3 separate regions of the Sus scrofa genome follow, and regions 1 and 3 are each linked to region 2. The links are chromatin contacts, called in public Hi-C maps. All regions are on one chromosome and are shown on one strand. The core of a region is the stretch at or near the end of the contact, and the rest is flanking DNA. Distances in the headings are between cores, read along the strand shown. Region 1 has its middle 46 kb from the start of UBXN10. Region 2 holds the start of CAMK2N1 (calcium/calmodulin-dependent protein kinase II inhibitor 1). Region 3 has its middle 28 kb from the start of UBXN10.

Region 1 (3,714 bases), core at 821-3,320, 230 kb after region 2:
TTATGATGATTTAAAGAAAAAAAAAAAAACTCTGACGCATTTAAGCTTGTAAATAATGATGTAACCAGTTGTACAGTACAAGCACCTGATAAATGGGACAGCAGTCAGAACCTTCCTTTCGTTTAAATCAGAGCAATTCTCTACTTCTGCAGATGCCTTGCCGGGTGTAGACAACAGCCCATTGCACCACTCTCAACTCTCGCTCTTAATTGCACTGTGTTCACATTTATCTCTGCTCCTTGCAGAGGTAGGGCTCTGACTGCAGCTCTCTCCTGGCCTCTGCTGCGCCCCTCAGCCTCTTCCAGCCTCCCAGCACTACTCAGCCTTTTGCCAGTTGGTCCCTGTTCTGGGCTGAATGCGGGTAACTCTTCCCCACAATGCTCTCTTTGTCAGCCCTGAGCATCTAATGTGAAAACGTGGTTGGCAGGCGCAGATGTGCTGCTGCACACCCACCCGTGTGCATCCTCATTAGCTGTCTTTCTTCAAGGCACAGCGCCAGGGGAGTGCAAGTTCTGGTCCTCTTGCAAATGCTAAGAGCCGGATGTTCACCGACTTAACTCCTCCTAAGCAGCAGCTGGTTCCTCCTCCTTTCCTCCTGTGCATCTCTTGAACCCAGTTTGAGAAAAGAACATTCCTTTGGTGCTTTGGCCAGGAATGTTCTAAATACATTGAGGCACAGCCATTTACCCAATGCCTATTATGCAGAAGGCGCATCCTCACATCCTCTTTACTGTATCTTTTTTTTTTTTTGCTTTTTAGGGTTGCACCCATGGCATATGAAAGTTCCCAGGCCAGGAGTCTAATCGGAGCTGGAGTCGCTGACCTACACCACAGCCACAGCAATGGTCTAATCCGAGCCACATCTTCGACCTATGCCACAGCTCATGGCAATGCCAGATCCTTAACCCACTGAGTGAGGTCAGGGATTGAACCCACGTCCTCATGGATAGTCGGGTTCGTTAACCCCTGAGCCATGATGGGAACTCCATCTTTACGTGTCTTTTAATCCTCATATCAATACTGGGAGGCAGGAATGGAGTCAGAGAGACTGAGTTTGAATGCCGATCACACACCAGCTATGTGAACTGAGGTGCCTCAAGACCATCTCTGAGTTTTATTTCCCCATCAACAGGATTGATGTAAAGCCCCTATCACGGGGCCTTGGCCTGTAATAAGTGCGTAAGTGCATGGAATAAACCCTAGCTATTACCCTGGAGAGGTTGAACTTGACCAGGTTACTTGACTTAGCCAAGGTTATACATCTGGTTCATGGTGGAACTGAGCTGTGAATTCAAATCCTTTGAATCTATTTCCCTTTCTTCCTTTCCTCCTTTGTTAGAGGGATTCTGTGTTAGTGCCAGAGCACCGTGTAAAAAAATTGGAGCTCCTGGGTACTTTGGCAGTGTGCTATGCAATTAAACTCCAAGGCTAATAATAAAAAATTATAATATGAGAGCTACTATCTGTTGAGTACCCAGTATATAATAGGAGCATACTAGGCAATTGGCATGCCTTCTGTAATCTTTTTAACAGTGCTCTCCAGAATTTCATCATTTGTGTTTTATCTTCACAATTTTTGCCATTTCTATGTACCACCTATTCCATTATATCATTTAATTTTCTATAAAATTGACTCACATTATTACTTAAACGTATTTCAAAAGAAACACTGTCACTACTGTAAAGAGCCAGTATCATTTACCAAAAATAGAGGATGATCAGGAAAATAGAGGCAATTGAAACAAAGCTGTGTTGTCCAGTTCCAGCTGGATAATCCTTTGGACCTGAGGCCTGATCTTGGTTAAAAAGGGAGATCAGCAAGTGCTAAGAGGCCTTTAAGACATAGCAGGTCCAAACAGGTATTTCTTTTGACTATAACTGGAACAACTCAAGAAGAATGAGGAAAAGAATAACATCACCCCTTGTGATCCATGTTCTTCAATGCCCTGTCGGTAACCACTGAATTATCTCAGTGTCCCCATTTCCTGCTGAGGGAAGCACTGCCATGTGACAAGCTTGCAGGGAGCTGTCATCACTGCCTTTTACAGATGACAGCTGAGGCTCAGACAGCTCCCATCCCTTACCAGCTAACAAGTGGTAAAAGGTGGGGTTAGAACCCAGGTCTTTCTCCAGGACACATGAGGAAAATGTGTCACACTTGGATAAGTTTGATGGCCAGGCACGCCCAGGAGCAGCCCAGTGCTGGCTTGAGTTTTCTGTTACAAATTCCTGGCCGTCCAGCTCCTTGAGTTGCTGAGCTTCTCAGCAGCCTGTGGAAACCTGGACACCCTTGGGGAGGAGGGTGGTCCAGGTGCCTGGAACCAGGCGGAGGGCATTATTGCAGTTGGCTGTCAGGTGCTTGCTGCTGATTCCCCCACTTGACTTTGAGCCCAGAGCAGAGTGTGCAGCTGCCTCCCTGAGGGAATTGCTCGTGGCTGGCCTGGCCTGGGAAGTGAGGGTGGTAAGGAGGTGTCAGGACCTGAGGCTGTTCTAGGCATTCTGCCCTCCCATAGAGCATCTCCAGGCACTAGAGTGGTGGAAAGAGGAGGAGCCAGAGTTCAGATCCCAGCTATTCCATTCAATTACTTAGCGGGGTCAACTTGGGAAAATACTTGCCTTTCTGCACCTCAGTTTTCGAACCCAAGAAATAAAGATGGGAATTCTCACCGTGGCTCAACAGAAACAAATCTGACTAGTATCCGCATGGATGCAGGTTCAATCCCTGGCCACCCTCAGTGGGTTAAGGATCCAGCATTGCTGTGAGCTGTGGTGTAGGTCACAGCTACGCTCCAATTAGACCCCTAGCCTGGGAACATCCATGTGCCACAGGTGTGGCCCTAAAAAGACAAAAAGACAAAAAAAAAAAAAAAGAAAGAAAAGAAAAGAAAGAAAGATGATGCCAATACCCCTTTGTAGGGTTGTTTTGAAGACAGAATGAGCTGAAGCTTGAGTATCTAGCACATACTGGCTTTTCACCAAATGCTGGTTTTCTCCTTTCCCTCCCCCGCCCTAACTTGGCCCAAATATACTGCCCTAAATCCTCTTTCCCTCCAGCCCCACCCTCCCCCCAAATGATATAATCTTAGGACAGGGATGGAGACCAGTATGGGCTAGCAGGTGGGAATATCATATCTTTCAATACAACATTTGATATTTCAGAATGCCTTAACCATGTGTAGTTGCTCATATTCTCCAATAATTATGGATCATAGCCTGGTGAGGGGTTTTTGTTTGTTTTTTGTTCTTTTGCTTTTTTAAATAAACCTCTGGGCTTTCTGTCTGTTGCAATTCCAATAATAGAGAACAGGTATTTGCTGAGGCCATCATTCTCTCCCGTATGGCATTTTTATGTCTCTCTCTAGCTGTGTTTGTCAGATCAGCTGTCCTGTGCTTTGCAATGTCAGAGTAGGTTGGCTCTAGGGTTGCCAAGGTCACCCACACCCTTCTGTGTTCTGCCTGCCAGCACAGGAAGGGATTCTGACAGAGAGCAAGCCGTCATTTTTCATGGCAGAGTCCTCAAAAGAGTAAGGTTGTATGGCCCAAACCTGGGCTCTCCCTCAACTCCCTGTCTTGCTTCTGTCCTACATGAATTTACAGCAGCCTCCTTCTAGCTCTGCTTTCCTTCACCGTGTTTCTTTTCTATGGAGTATTGGGTTCCTATAAAACTGAGGATGGAGTTCCCATTGGGGCACACTGGAAACGAATCCAACTAGT
Region 2 (3,259 bases), core at 359-2,858:
CTCTGATGGCTCTGAAATGGGAATGAATGAAGTGTCGCTGTTCTTTCTCTCTCGTTAAGTCATTTCTCAAATATTTAGTGCACGTCCATGCTCAGCTGGGCCCTGGGAGCCTGATGTCATTTTGTTTTCATAACAGTCTTGGGAGGCATACAGACAGCTAGCTAGCCACGTACCCCATTTTGCAGCTGAGATAATGGCAGTTCAGAGAGGGGATGCGACTTGCCCAAAGGCACACAGCTAGCAAATGACAAGGCTGGGAGTCCAACCCAGGCCTGAATCCAAAGGTCATGCCTATGCCATCTACATCCTGCTTTCTCAGCCCCCTGCATCCTCTCTGGAGGCCTGGGACCCCCTTTACCCAGTGTGGGGAGGGAGCTGGGCTGGCTTCTCTCAGGCAGCTCCTCTATCAGATGTTTTGTCACTAAAAGCACAAACCCCTTACCCTCCAGCTCACCACCAACCCAGAGTTCTAGATTTAAGGGGAGAGTGAACCTGAAGATGCTCTTTTGCTATTGGTGGGACCCCTTGCTGGGCAGCTGGTTGGGCCAGGGGAGACCAGGGGATCAAGACGTGTTTCCTTTCCCTGCCTTCAGCAAGCATGACCTTAGGATGGCTGCTCCTGCTCCCCCCCCCGCCCCGCCCTTTTTGCAGGGTGGGGGTGGTCAGGCTGTCTCTGCTTAGGCGGTGTGAGAGCAGTCTCCGGGGGGAGAGCAGGTGCTGTTGGCTCTCGGCAAGGATAACGAGCCCTCCTCACGTACCTTGCCCCCTCGGAGTTACCATCTGCTCCGCAGATGCGCCTCCCGGGCCTCTGGGGTTGTCCCAGTCTCCCTCCTGGGATCTAGGAGCCCGCTCCTCGGCTCCGAAGCCGCAGTCTCTCCCCAGGGCTCATGACTGTTGCTGGAAGGGAGGTCCCCGAAGGCAGAGGGCAGCAGGCCCAGGACGTCCCCGGCAGAGGCAGCGGACGGACGCCAAGAGCAGGGCATCCCGGGCGGGCGAGCCCGGCGTAATAAGGCGCTCCCTTCTCCTCCGGGAGGCGGGGCTGCCCTCCCCTCCCCTCGATTCGCCTCCACCCCGAGGCCCCGCGGGAGCCCGAGTTGGGAGCTCTGGCTAGCAGCCGGGCCTTCCAAGGCAAACCGAAGGAGGGAGGGAGAGTGTAAGGCCCAAGGGGCCGAGCCCTGAGAGTCTAAAGTGGGGCCCAAGTGTGATGGGGGCAAGGGGCTCCCCCATTGGCGCTGGTTGGAGAGAACGCGTCGGGTGGTCGCTGGGTGCCCTCTGACCTCTGCCCTAGCGTCTGGCCTCCGGGGAGACCAGCATCCCTCTGTCCTTCCCCGAGTGTGCGCCGCGGATCCCCCTCCCCTTCCCAGAACCCCACTGCCCCCAGCTCCCCGAGGGTGGCAGGTCCAGTGTCAGGTCCCGCACGAAGCCGCCGCACACCGGCTCGGGACCCGGTAAACACCCTGCGGGAGGGGGCGCCAGGGCAAGAGGCGCCCAGAGGCCGCCGGGCCGGGGCGGGGCTCACGCGGGGCCCCTCCGCGCGGGCGGGACGCGGGGCCGGGGGCGGGGGCAGGAAGCGAGCCGCGGCCCGGGCCGGCCGGCGCGGCCCCGTGACGTCGCTCGGCTTCCAGGGATCTCTCCCCGCGGCCCGGGTCCCCTCCTCCCCGCCCTCCTCCTGCCCTCCCCCGGGCCTCGCCTCCGCGCCGCGGCCGGCATTTCTCGCTCGCAGCTCGCTCACCGGCTGGTTCTTGGTCCCAGCCTCCTTCTCCTCCCTCTTACTCTCCTCCTTCCTTCTCCGACCCTCTTCCTCACCCTCCTGTTTCTTTCCTTCCTCCTCTCTCCCCTTTAGTTCTCCGATCCCGATCTAGCCCTTCCCTCCGCCCTTTCTTCTCCTCCCTCTCTCCTCCCCCCCCCCCGCATCTCTCTCTTTCAGTCGATTCCCCTGCCTCCCATTCTCTCTCTGCTTCTCTCCCCGTCTCCCTCTCGGTTTCCCTCTACCCCCTCCCTCCCTCCGGGTATCCTCCCCCCTCACCCGTGCCCTCCCTCCTCCCTCGCTCCCCTCCCCCTCCACCCCTCGCAGCCCCGCCGCTCGCAGCTCCCCAGTCAGCCTCCCGAGCCAGAGCCGCCGCCGCCCGCACTCGCCGCAGGACCGGCCCGCTCGGCTCCCCGGGGTGCGCCCTCTCGGCCCCGCGCCCTCGGGGCTCGCTGGGATAGCCTCCTCCTCCGGCTCACGGCCCCGCCCGGCCGGGTCCCAGCCCTGCGCCCGAGCGTGCCGAGGATGTGAGTCCTGCTCGCCTCTGCCGGAGCAGCAGCCACTCGCCGCGCGCCGAGCCGGAGCGCAGCGCAGCGCAGCTGCGGGCGCTCGCGGGGTCGCTCAGGCCGGCTGCGCGCTCCTGCCCCAGCGGTGTCCCCCGGCCTCTCGCCGGCGCCACCGCCGCCGCAGCCCGCGGGCCGTCCCCGGCCGGCCGTCCCCGGCCCCAGCGCCGCTGACCCTGTCCGCCGCGGGCGGGGACGCGGGCGGAGGAGGTGCCGCCGCGGAGCCCCCGGACGCGACCATGTCGGAGGTGCTGCCCTACGGCGACGAGAAGCTGAGTCCCTACGGCGACGGCGGCGACGTGGGCCAGATCTTCTCCTGCCGCCTGCAGGACACCAATAACTTCTTCGGCGCGGGGCAGAACAAGCGGCCGCCCAAGCTGGGCCAGATCGGCCGGAGCAAGAGGGGTGAGTACGCGGTCCCCTCCCAACACTCATTTCTTCCGCACCGAGGCCTGGCAGAGGTTTGCGGGAGTCTCCCGCACTCCGGAATGGGTTCCGACCCACCAAAGTCCCATCGCGCAGAACTGGGGGGGATCCCGCACTGCGGGTCCAGCTCTGGCTGGCCTCGGGAACCCCTCCCCCTCAGCCGATCTTCTGTAGGGTCACCCAGGGGGCGTGGCGGCATCTCGCCGCAGCGGGAGCTGAAAGGTTATACCTGGGCCCCTACCCGTGCCAAAGTTTGCCTTTGGATTTCCAACCGCCCCCCACCCCCCACCCCGGGCCCCTTTTGCGCAGTGTAGTCGCAGCTGCACTCGATCTACAATCCGGAGGGGGTTGGTTCTAGGGCTCCCAGGGGACGGCGTGGGGAACTGTGGTGGCCGCGGGGGTGGGGGTGGAGGACCGGTTCCTGCGGGGAAGGCAAGGGGCTTTCGGGTCGCAAGGGCTTTTCATTGTTATTTGGCAGGGGGAGGGGGTTTGCCGAGCCCGGGCGCTCGGCGCTAGAGCTGGA
Region 3 (3,511 bases), core at 317-2,816, 250 kb after region 2:
CTTTGCGGGGCCAAACGCAGCCGCTGAACAAATACCCACCGGATTGCCGCAGGGCCTAGCCAGCTGCAGTTGGAGACACAGCGCCATCTAGTGGGGGGAAAATCCCCCCATTGCTTTATTTATTTTTTAATTAGCAGCGCATCACCGAGGTAAACCAAAGAATCCGTGCCCTCATTTGATACCAAAGGGCTTGAGAACCAGAGATGGAAATGGATTTCCCGAACGTCACTCAGCCAGCTAGTGGCAGCACTGACACTACAGAACCTCACCGCTGGAGCCTTGGTTCAGCGTTCTTTGCACCATAACTGCAGTAATGAAACCAGAGGAAGGAGCTCCTAGTTTCGGTTGAGCATTTCTGCGGTGGAAGAGGACACATGCAGGGGCCAATGTCTGAAGAAAGGCTCGGTTATTTACTGTCCTGTAAAATGCCTTGGCTGGAACTCCGGTGACCAGTGCAAGGCTGGAGCAAACTCAGTTGTCTGGCTTTCTCCCCACCGCTTACTCCCCCCAAAGCTGCCAGAAACTCAGCACAGGATCAGCACTTGTACACTGCACTGGGTTTCAGAGCGGAGATGTCACAGATTTCCAGGGGGGAGAGAAGAGAGCATGTGTGGGCTGCCAGCCCCACCATGTTCCAGCCCATTTTCCACCCACATTTTTTTAGAGCTAAGGGAAATCTTGCACTGTTGTGTTCCCCAGGTGCTTCTTGGTCTTTCCAGGTCCCCAGATCCCAACAGAGGGATGGGAGTGGGAGAGGGTGCAGCACCCCCTGTTTCCGGCATTCCAGAGACTGCTAGGAGGAATTGCGGAGCGCGTGGGCTTCTCAGCCGGTTTACAGTTAAAAGGCATCCACACTGAGTACATGATGGAGTGGAAAATGCACGCTGCATTATTCAGTGTCATTTTGAGGGCTGGAGAGAAAGGTGAAAGCCATCGCCTAACTGCATTCCCTCGAAATAAAATCCTAAATGTTGACTTGAAACATATGGCTAGGCTTTGGGATAAATCTCAGTTGAGTGTCTCATGGATACCTTAAAACGGCCAAAGAATTTCTTGGTTGCATTCTCTTCTTTCAGCATCTGGGCCTTCCCTTGACCCCGGGAGCATCACTTCAGCAGGAGGGACGATCCCATTTGCCTTAAACTCCAGGTCGCTGGCAGAGTCTGAGGCTGTCCCTGTGAGAAGAAGGCTGTGCTCTTAACCTTCGAGCTCATGCCTTTCATTGAATTTCTTCAAAGCTGATTAGAGCAGGAGGGAGCTTTTCATGCTGTTTGTTCTTCCTAACCCAGGGAATCTGACTCAGGGACTTTGGCGGACTGGAATGTCCTGAACTGGCCAAGATTTAATGAAACCTTCAGAGGCCTGGCTGAGTCACAGCACAGCATCGCACAGCCTGGTTTTCCCCCGGCAAGAAGGTCCTAAGATCTCTGGATGACTGAACAGCCTGCTGAGGCTGTGCATCGAAGGCCTGTGCTGCAGCCCCCAAGCCAAGAGCACCGTCCCTGGTGAGGTCCTGCATCTGTCACCTCCCCACCCTCACTGTCCTACTCTCCAAACATCATTCTCCTCCAAAGTGTGTGCTGAAATGTGGGCTTTCTGGCAGTGTCTGTGGAGAGGTAGGAGCATAGACGGTCCTGCTTTTCAGCCCAATACATCCCTGGGAAAGGGGCTCTGAGAGTGTCTTCATGATGTAGTCGGAATTCCCACAGGGACACCATTATAATCGGGCGAATTTCTAACCACAGACCCAACACCGCACGGATGGCAGTGGTATCAGGTCTTGAAAGCCACCAAGCCTCTGTAATCATCTGTCAGGAGAAAATCTTGGACAGGTCTTATGCTCTTGCTTCTGGCAGGTCCCTCAGCTCGTCACTCTGCGCTCCTGAACTGACCTCTCTCTTTCAGGCTGGAGCCCCTTTCTCTCCTCTCCTGGCTTTGATCTTGAACCCCTCCTTGTCCCACATTGGCTGGCTCGTCTCCCTAACTCACCAAGTTCCTGTCACTAAAAGACCTCTGAACAGGTCACAGTTTCATATGCCCTCCTTCCCCTCCAGCCCCTTCAGTGACATAATCCATGTGGGGACACACAGCCACCCAGATCATCATACCCGCCTCCCTCCCCAGTGATTGAACCTCTACCGTAATTGGCATGTGAAGACACGCCCCGCCCCCCATAATGCACTTACAGGTCAGAGCCCTAAGACAGCCTGAATATACCCCGAATCCATTATGCTTTAAGAGAAAAGGGGAGCTAAATAGGGCATTCATCTATTCCAGAGATATCTATTGATTTCTTCCTGTGTGCCAGGCGCTTTCCAAGGCACTCGGATGGAGCTGGGAATAAAGCAGATAAAACCTGCAGATAGCTCGAGAGGCGACGGCATAATGGCCCTTGTCTAATGACTGGAAAGACCATTGGCTTGGGAGTCGGAGAGTCTGAGGAGCGGGTCCCAAGGCCTCCACAAACAGGCTAAGTCACTTCTTCCTCTCTGATCCAGACTCCTCGCCAGTCCTTCCCTGCGACCATTGAAGGGCGTTTGATTTGTGACCATTCTTGTACCGTGGAGTCTTTGGCATCCAGCCAAGAGAGTGGAGCTCCCTGCCTCTCCTTAAGTGGGGCATCCTTCCTGCCAACTCCCCCTCTGCCCTGGCAATTCTTTTCTGCTTTGATTACGCTTTGACCTTGAGAAAGAGAAAAGAGAGCACGTGTCCATCAGGTTACCCCACCTGACTTCCCACCTTATTCCCCCCTGCAGCCTCCCTTCTCCATGTCTAGGGGGCCACATGTGTTTTTCAAGAACAGTCAGCGCATGCCCCCCCCTTCAAAGATGGCTATGGTGGGAGGATGCCCCTCTGGGGTCATGGCGAGGCCTTTGGGGGCACCTGTTCCCCTAGATGCACTCAAGGAAGCCAGCAGACAGATCACAGGGCGGGAATCTGTACAGTTGGTGCAGCGGAACCACTGGAAACCAATTAAGAGGCTGAAAACCAGAGGAAGGACGGTGGCCAAAGAACAGGCACCCCGTGGTAAACAATTACCAGTGAGAGCAGGGACAGCAATGTAGGTCAGCTCTCAGCCAGGAAATACTGCACCAGCGCGAAAGGCCAGTCCCTTCTGGAGGCAGAATCGAGGTAAAGGTTTTCTTTCTATCTTTGGGCAGATAACCACCTGGCCGCCCTGCAACTCCCCTTGGTTTTGGAGACAGCTGGTCTTGGCTTCTGCCTCGCTGCCCAAAGAAAGTGGTTCAGGGGCCTGCTGTCCTTGACCTTCTGGCGGATGGTCATGAGAGAGGGGGCTCGATCCTGGTCTGGAGGGTGTGCCCGGGCTATACCCCACATTCTGAGGACACTAGGTGTTTTCTGGCACAGGGGTGGGAGAGTCTTTCCCGTTTGGTTTTCAGAGCTCACCCTTTAGCATCTACTGGTGCTTGTGAGCTTGGCCGACAAATATTGGGGGAACCTAGAAATTAAGACCAGCCTCCACATTTTCAGGACTCTCCTGGCAGGATTT

The links. A called contact is a pair of places that touch in the nucleus more often than the background predicts.
Region 1: a Hi-C map of omental adipose tissue shows a contact between it and region 2, with 1.9 times the contacts expected there. The contact joins the enhancer-like site here to the promoter of CAMK2N1 in region 2. A contact is called at or near these places in 4 of 47 Hi-C or Micro-C datasets (embryonic fibroblasts, omental adipose tissue, skeletal muscle and 1 more).
Region 3: a contact with region 2 is called in a Hi-C map of omental adipose tissue, with 2.3 times the contacts expected there. The contact joins the enhancer-like site here to the promoter of CAMK2N1 in region 2. A contact is called at or near these places in 3 of 5 promoter capture datasets (fetal liver, fetal skeletal muscle and liver), 22 of 47 Hi-C or Micro-C datasets (adipose tissue, alveolar macrophages, embryonic fibroblasts and 13 more) and 2 of 2 datasets of contacts at active chromatin or transcription factors (alveolar macrophages and skeletal muscle).

The regions. Positions count from the first base shown.
Region 1 is chr6:78,499,912-78,503,625 of Sscrofa11.1, reverse strand. No RefSeq gene overlaps it. Among named protein-coding and RNA genes, the nearest start is that of UBXN10, 46 kb to the right of the region's middle. Within about 2 kb of position 2,070, at least 2 of the 83 cell types and tissues checked have an H3K27ac peak or open chromatin away from gene starts, as enhancers often do. A contact at or near this core is called in omental adipose tissue, where this site is marked.
Region 2 is chr6:78,732,581-78,735,839 of Sscrofa11.1, reverse strand. It overlaps CAMK2N1 (calcium/calmodulin-dependent protein kinase II inhibitor 1), which reads left to right and starts at 1,608. Exons shown (of 2, transcript XM_003127675.5): 1 at 1,608-2,715. The coding sequence starts at 2,550.
Region 3 is chr6:78,481,581-78,485,091 of Sscrofa11.1, reverse strand. No RefSeq gene overlaps it. Among named protein-coding and RNA genes, the nearest start is that of UBXN10, 28 kb to the right of the region's middle. Within about 2 kb of position 1,566, at least 8 of the 83 cell types and tissues checked have an H3K27ac peak or open chromatin away from gene starts, as enhancers often do. A contact at or near this core is called in omental adipose tissue, where this site is marked.